2 separate regions of the Mus musculus genome follow, and region 1 is linked to region 2. The links are chromatin contacts, called in public Hi-C maps. All regions are on one chromosome and are shown on one strand. Each heading gives the region's core, a stretch centred on a gene start, on an enhancer-like site or on the middle of the called end of the contact. The rest is flanking DNA. Distances are from core to core; before and after follow the strand shown. Region 1 holds the start of Il1rapl1 (interleukin 1 receptor accessory protein-like 1). Region 2 overlaps Il1rapl1 (interleukin 1 receptor accessory protein-like 1).

Region 1 (3,340 bases), core at 785-3,284, 400 kb before region 2:
TGTCAAGGTAAGATTTCATGCTGTGCTCTCTGTGGGTAACAAACTGACTTGTAGAAACATTGCAAATGCAGGACGGGAATGATCTCTCATGTTGACCTCAACCACACCTTGGCCACAGGTCCTTTTACAAACAAAGAAATTGAGGTCATGAAAGATTAGTGATTCCTATGAAAAAAATTATGACAAGGTAGAAATAGAATTTATCTCAGATATGAGCCTATGGTCTAAGACTTGTACTTCTAAACTTTGCTTGAAGCAACTAAGTGTGTTAATTGTACCTCCTTCAGTACTTTGGGCGTCCTTAAGTGGGTCAGCAAAAGGACTGTGCAACAAGACATAGTAAAATGGATCATTCACTAGAAGGAAATGGTAACATTCTCTCTTCAGATTTTGCCTTTAGATTTTTTTCCATTGCAGCATGTGGGGAGGAAGAGAGCTGCCTGCACAAGAGAGGTTAACCTGGGTTAAAGCCCTTCCGAAATACTGGGTAAGTCTTGAAAATGCCCTAGCAGTTTAGCACATCTTCCCTTGCCTTGCCTTGTAATTTCAGTTGTTTAATGGACATTCCATCAAAATATAGATTTTCCTCCCCGTTCTGTTTCCCAACTCTTGGTCATCTCACTTATGCTCTGACTCAGTCTAGCTTTCAATTAATTACCCATTTCATCTAATTTTTCAAGTATTTAATCTCCCTCCAATTTGTGCTTTATTCTGTAAATTACATGAAGACCTAGTTTTCAAGGTATAGGGTTGTCTTGCCTGCTCACTTTTCTACCTTTGGTGTATCCTGTGAAGTCTACCAGTTAAAAAGCTTGAGGAAAACCTTGTTGAGCAAGTTAAGATTTTCAGACTTGTCATTGCAGGGGGTGGAAAAAGCTGAAGTTTGGGGAGAAGGAGGAAGGGTGACAGAAAGGCATTTATCAATTCTCTTTTCCACTTTACTCCATTGTCAGTACCTAAGGCTGTGGCTGCAGTGTAAATATGCGCACTTCTCCAGGGGCTTGCTACTTTAAGTGCAGTATGCAGTCTGACAGCATTATTATAGTGCACGGACCAGCTTATTAGAGACTCAGGCTCTCAGGCCTCACACTGCATCTCCAGAATGAAAGTGCATGCATTAAAGTATTGGAATAGCAGAATTAAGAGTTTCGTAACATCTCAAGGTAAAAAGGCAAGGCACATTAAAGTAAGTAACTCCTCATCTATCTACAAGTATCTCTCTACTTTTGTCCCTCATCCCTCAACACAAATCCGTTTCAAAAAACTGCAGCGAACTCTCAAGATGTACAGAAATCTTTACTGCTGAGGAAGAGAATCCTCTTTCAGTCCTGTCCTGTCAGTTTCTCTTCCCACTCCCCCTACTCCCGTCCCCACCCCCTCTCCTCAAGGGAAACCCACCACAAGCATTCTTTTCCCAAACTCCTTTCTCTCTGGGAAGATTTTGCTCTTCCCCAAACGGAGGGAGCTCATGCTGGGAGGTAACTGCTGGAAGGATTTCCAGTTTACATACCAATACAGAGAGAAGCACTTTGCAAAAACTGTCCTTCAGGAAAGATTAGCACCTTGCCACCTGAGACTCTGAGCTCAGTTTTTATGCCATCACCACCCCCCTTTTTTAATTGAGAGAGAGAGAGAAAGAGAGAGAGAGAGAGAGAGAGAGAGAGATCGCTAGAGCTATAATAAATCTTCAAAAAGAAAAGACGAAAGGAGGTTATTATGAGTGTGTCAGATCAGGCATCGCTCCTGTATACCTTTCAGCTGCCTAGAAAAATGCAATCACAATTCTACGTGGCTAATGCAAGCCTGGGTAAATGTCCAATTGGCTGGGCCACTTTTGCCTGGAAGGACGAATTCCCATTATTCCTTCCAGGGTCCTTGCTGAAAGATTCCCAGGCTACCGTCCTTCCTCTTCGGGTCTTCTGAAAACTAAAACTCGCAAAGCGGTGGCTGTCTGTGGATTGGCTAGTACTAAAATATCCATTGGGTGGCAGTAATACTATCCTCTTTATGACTTGCTGCAAACCAGAGAATGCATTCAATCAAATGAACCGATCTTGTAGAAACACTGGAATCATTTATGCATTGCAGTTTCTCTTTCTTGTTTTCGCTCCTTCTTCCTTGGGATATTTTGAGTGGATTCTGGCTATTAATCAAGATCTCGTGCTGTTCGTGGCTTGCTTGTCGTTTTCGCTCAGGATTAGCATCATTCAAGATAAACGCAAAGCTGCTTCCCCCCACCCACTCTCTTTTGAAAAATCATTTTTGGGGTCTGCTGAAGAGAGCTAGGACCCAGGAGACACCTTCCCAAACAGCAGGGGTTGTGTGCTTTCACATAGCAGTACTGTACAAGGAAAACCCCGTCGGATCTGTTATTGCGGGATACTTGTGAAATACACATAGGATTCTTTCTTATGGCTGCATCCCGGATCTGGAAATTTTACTTGGGGACCAGGAAGATTTGAAAGGCTACATGTATCCAGAAGATTTGCAAGCAAGACTCCGATTCTTGTCGTAGAGCTCACAGACTTATTCACTTATCGTCCGATTTCCTTCCTTCTTTAAAAAATAACCAAAACAAAACAAAACACATTTAAAAAATTTCTCCCTCTTTTTCTGATCTCTCCTTCTTCAGTCTCTCCCTCTCTCTCTCTCTTTTTATTCTGCCTCTTCTTTTTTTTTTCTTCCTAGTCCTTTTTTTTCCCCTTTCCTGCTCTGCACCTGGATTGTATCGTCACTAAACAATCGGGCACTTTGAGAACTAACTGGCGACAGTCTTGTAGGGAAGATCTGTATGGAATTATCTGCTTTTATGGTGAACTTGGCATTTGTGAATGGGTACCTTGTTCACAATATTAATTGCTAGCAAAAACAAGAAAAAGAACACAGGAGTAAAACGTGGATTTTTCTGAATACGCATTGTGATGACCAGCAATTACCTTACCGGCTGATATCCAGAGGAGAATAATTTGGAAGACAGTTGTGGGTAAGGTCATTTTTATATGTAGACCCATCAGTGGCATGAGCAAACTTGGGCGTCTGTAATGAGAATGGGTGACTTGGATGATTGCTGCATCGCATTGATGGCTGTGATGTGGCCGTTATTGGCACAGAATGGAATAACTGCAGTTGTGTGTGTGTGTGTGTGTGTGTGTGTGTGTGTGTGTGCATTCCGAGTATAACTGGAAATAAATCAAAGAAGCACTCGCTCCCCAATTATTTTTGTGTGGAAGAGAGTCTTGGATTTAATTCTGGATAGACACTCTTTGTTTGGATGCAATATTTGTGGTTCCTGTGTTCTGGAGGGACAGCAGCGGTAAAAGGAGCACTTACTGAAGAGCCC
Region 2 (3,789 bases), core at 748-3,247:
CCTCTTCCATTAACAGAGGAATAATTGTCAGTTAATAGATCTGGGGAAAGGATAGTCAGTTATATTTAAAGGAGTGTTCACTTATAAGGTGACTATGCTCCAGTGAGTAGTTCAACACTCATAAATGTATAGACAGCATAAATCTTACAATACTTCTTTTTAGGTTAGCCTAAGAGATAGAAAGACGCCTGGGAGATGGGGGTAGATATGGGATGAGGTAGGGAGTCTTTCTCCCAGATGGATGGAGGAATTAATGTGATCAAATATTTTTGTAAAAAATTTCTTAATGAATTAATAGAAGCCTATTAGCAACTGGAAAGATACTTTTGAGAAGCAAATGAGAATACTTTCTACTTTTGCAGTGAATCTGAGATTGGTTACGAACACCCACAAGGAATCTCAGAACTTCCTATACATTCAATACCAAGGGATCATGTAGCTTTTTCTGACCTTCAGAACATTGTGCATACACATGGTACAGACACACCCTAAGACAGATACAAAAACATCCACATGAAAAAAGTAAATGACTAATTTTAAATTACATATATGGATATATATTTGAATCACATATATATGATATATATTTTAAAATTATATGTATATTATCAAAATAAATCTTATTTTATATAACTTCACTATTAGTTTGAACTTTGGAAAACAATCACATACATTATTTACTTGAGTCTTTACTTGAGGACATCCTGGCTTCATATATCTTTCTAATTGGTAAACTTTGAATACAGAAAGTCCTCAATGGATGTTCACTGCCATTATGGCTGGCCTCTGATTCTACCTATCTTGGTTCTCCTCTAATAACATTTTGTTACTATTTACAGCTTTGCTGTTACATATTGGTCCAAATATACAACAAGACCAGAAGTTAGAAACACACACTCCAGAAAATAAACTGAAAAGAAACAACAAGCACATGTCTGCTTCAGTGAAATAGAAAACTATTTAGAATGTCAAGGTGTTTTAAGTTCATTCACATTTTGGACAAATCCCTCCTATCCAGATCTACTAAGCTTTATCAGTGATAGGATTCTTGATTTGGCTTTAAGAAATTTCTCATCTCTAATACAATGAGGTAATCTTATTATCGATATGATCGCACAAAGAGTACCTGGAGAATTTGGCTCAGGAATGAAAAACAAAGAAACAAAGATTGATGAAATTTGAAAATAGTGCCCAAAACAGATTAATGCTGTATACATTCAGGAATCAAATGGCTAACAAACTAAAAAACTGGGAGCTTACTTTGAGACTTCGTTATTACCTGATATGCACATTATATTTCAGAACATGAAAAACAATATCAACAAATATGTGCACTTAATGAAAGGTAATAATACATAAAAGTATTGAATATCTTGAAATTATTGCATGCTTGATTTATTTAACTTAACATTCATTTTATATTGCATAAATTTTAGCATAACTAAATAGAAATGATTATTCAACTGTAAGATGAATTACAATAAAGTTGAATTAACTGTTCATGTATTATTTGAAAGAGAATTTTGTTTTTTAGAAATAAAAGTTTCTTTTATGACTATTTACTACACAAAGAAATGATGAGAGAATTAGAAGGACTAATCTTTGATTAAACTATGCATTCATTTCATATGGACACTCACTCTAAAAAATTACTTTAGAACAAATCATTTTTGTGTTTACAAGTTTGCCTAAATATTTATAATGTGTTTGATTGTTTTATATAAAATGCAAAAGTGACAATCAGTCATCTACAGTAGGAATCATGTATCTGTTAAGGATGTCTCCAAGTGTTCTTTCCTTCATTTATGATCTTACTAGAATAAACAAAGGAAAAAAGAAGTTACAAAGGTTTGAAATTAAATGGTTGGTAATGGACACAGCAAAAAAAAAAACCCTGAAAAACAGATGCTTTCATTGTAGCTGATAAAAGATGCACCGAGATAGTGCCATAGCAACAGTTCACAAAACCCTGGACTTGTAACCAGCCATCCTGTTGGCCAGAAATCTGTGAACAGTTGTGATGGCTCTATCCCAGGGAACCTCTTTCAACTGTAGAAGTTTGTGACTTAAGCTAATACAATGATGAATATTCCTTTATAAGAATTTCATGAGTTCTTGAAGAAAGATCTAGAACTAGACTCAAACTCAAAGTGCATACAAAAGAACAGTATTTGACCATATTAAAACTGCAACAAATACCAAATATCTCCAACAGTTATTTCTCTCATGTACCCATTTTGTTGTCCAAATATTTTCTCTCTTACAGCTCAGTGAAATAACATTCAATGTTTTCTGATAAAAACACTCATTGATAATATAGAGATGTGATCGCAGATGTTGTAGGAGTGATAACCAACACATTCATCTTGAAATGTTTAGATATCTCTTCTATGTAAATTTGGGTACAGTAGTTCTTCAAGATGAACATACTGGCTTCAGATCAGAGTTTTTAAATCTCTCCTTTTAAATGCACAGTGGCTAAAGGTAAATATATTTAGAGTTGAATTAATAACTCCTCCCTAGTTTACTGATCACTAGTGCCCAAGTATTTCTTACCCCTAAACATCTAGCAGTGAAAGATACGGGGGTGGCAAGTAAGACATCGTCCCTGAAGTGGCTGCAACTTCATGTATACTCCCATGCCCTGAAGCTGTGAAATTCTCCAGCCTGCTTGGAGGAGGTCCTGATGGAGCTATATGTGGGGGACAGTGAGAATGCCAGATGGTGGTTTGTGAGAAAATCTGGGACCAAGGCAGTCTGCCAAATGAACTGGAAAAAAAAAAGATCACCAAGAATATATCTCCCCCACACAAGTGAATGGGAGATGAATTAAGAACTCTCTTCTTCATACAAGTAAAAATCCTTCATGCATGTTTTTCACCACATGTACAACTAGGAAAAGACCAGTTGTAAATATCTTAAGGGATTTGTATTGTATAAATTTATCTTATCTGCATTTTTTGCTCTGTTAAGTGGATAAAGAAGCAGTCCATTGTTAATAGGAGTCCAAGCAAACTTAAATATAAAGTGATGGGTAATTTTTGTATTAAAAAACAGATAAGAAGACATCAAGGAAACGCTTTTTACCTGATTTGTGAGCTAAAGGAGCATTTGCATTGTATTGATTGTTATTGTGTGTCTTTATCACTTTTATTGTTTGCTGCAGTATAGCCCTTTGAAGGTCTGCCAAACCACTGCGGCTTGCTCAAAAGCAGGGCTGAATTTTAATTAAGCTGAGCCAAATAGACACAGAAGAGTTGAACTTGATTAGACCACTTGTCCTGATCTGCACATAGAGGGCATTCAGCACACTTATTTTAATAACTGACAAAGTCAATTCATATATTTGTTGAAACTATAAAGATAAAATCGCCACTTGTCAACATATTCCTCCTATATGAGAAATCCGGTCTCCTATTTTAATAACCGAGGGAAGAAGGCTGAGAGGTTTAGGTAGCCAGAGGTAATGTGTGTGTATGATAATGCATTGTTTGTTTGTTTGTTTGTTTGTTTTTTGTTTTTTTGGGTTCTTTGGGTTTTTTTGTTGTTGTTTGTTGTTGTTGTTGTTTTGTTTGTTTGTTTGTTTGTTTGTTTCAAGACAGGGTTTCTCTGTATAGCCCTGACTGTCCTGGAACTCACTTTGTAGACCAGGCTGGCCTCGAACTCAGAAATCTGCCTGCCTCTGCCTCCCAATTGCTGGGATTAAAGGGGTGTGCCACCACGCCCAGCTTGTGTGATAATGCCTTAATAACAGTCATATTTTTTATTGCCTTAGAAGAGGCAATAGAT

The links. Hi-C and Micro-C count contacts between places; a contact is called where the count stands out from the background.
Region 1: a Hi-C map of cerebellum shows a contact between it and region 2, with 2.1 times the contacts expected there. The contact joins the promoter of Il1rapl1 here to the enhancer-like site in region 2. A contact is called at or near these places in 3 of 39 promoter capture datasets (the 3T3-L1 cell line, hippocampal neurons and second pharyngeal arch cranial neural crest), 1 of 484 Hi-C or Micro-C datasets (cerebellum) and 1 of 115 datasets of contacts at active chromatin or transcription factors (astrocytes).

Annotation. Positions count from the first base shown.
Region 1 is chrX:88,114,642-88,117,981 of GRCm38.p6, reverse strand. Il1rapl1 (interleukin 1 receptor accessory protein-like 1) reads left to right here and starts at 2,034. Exons shown (of 11, transcript NM_001160403.2): 1 at 2,034-2,983.
Region 2 is chrX:87,709,694-87,713,482 of GRCm38.p6, reverse strand. All of the region lies in intron 2 of Il1rapl1 (interleukin 1 receptor accessory protein-like 1), which reads left to right. Among named protein-coding and RNA genes, the nearest start is that of Il1rapl1, 400 kb to the left of the region's middle. Within about 2 kb of position 1,997, at least 3 of the 459 cell types and tissues checked have an H3K27ac peak or open chromatin away from gene starts, as enhancers often do. A contact at or near this core is called in cerebellum, where this site is marked.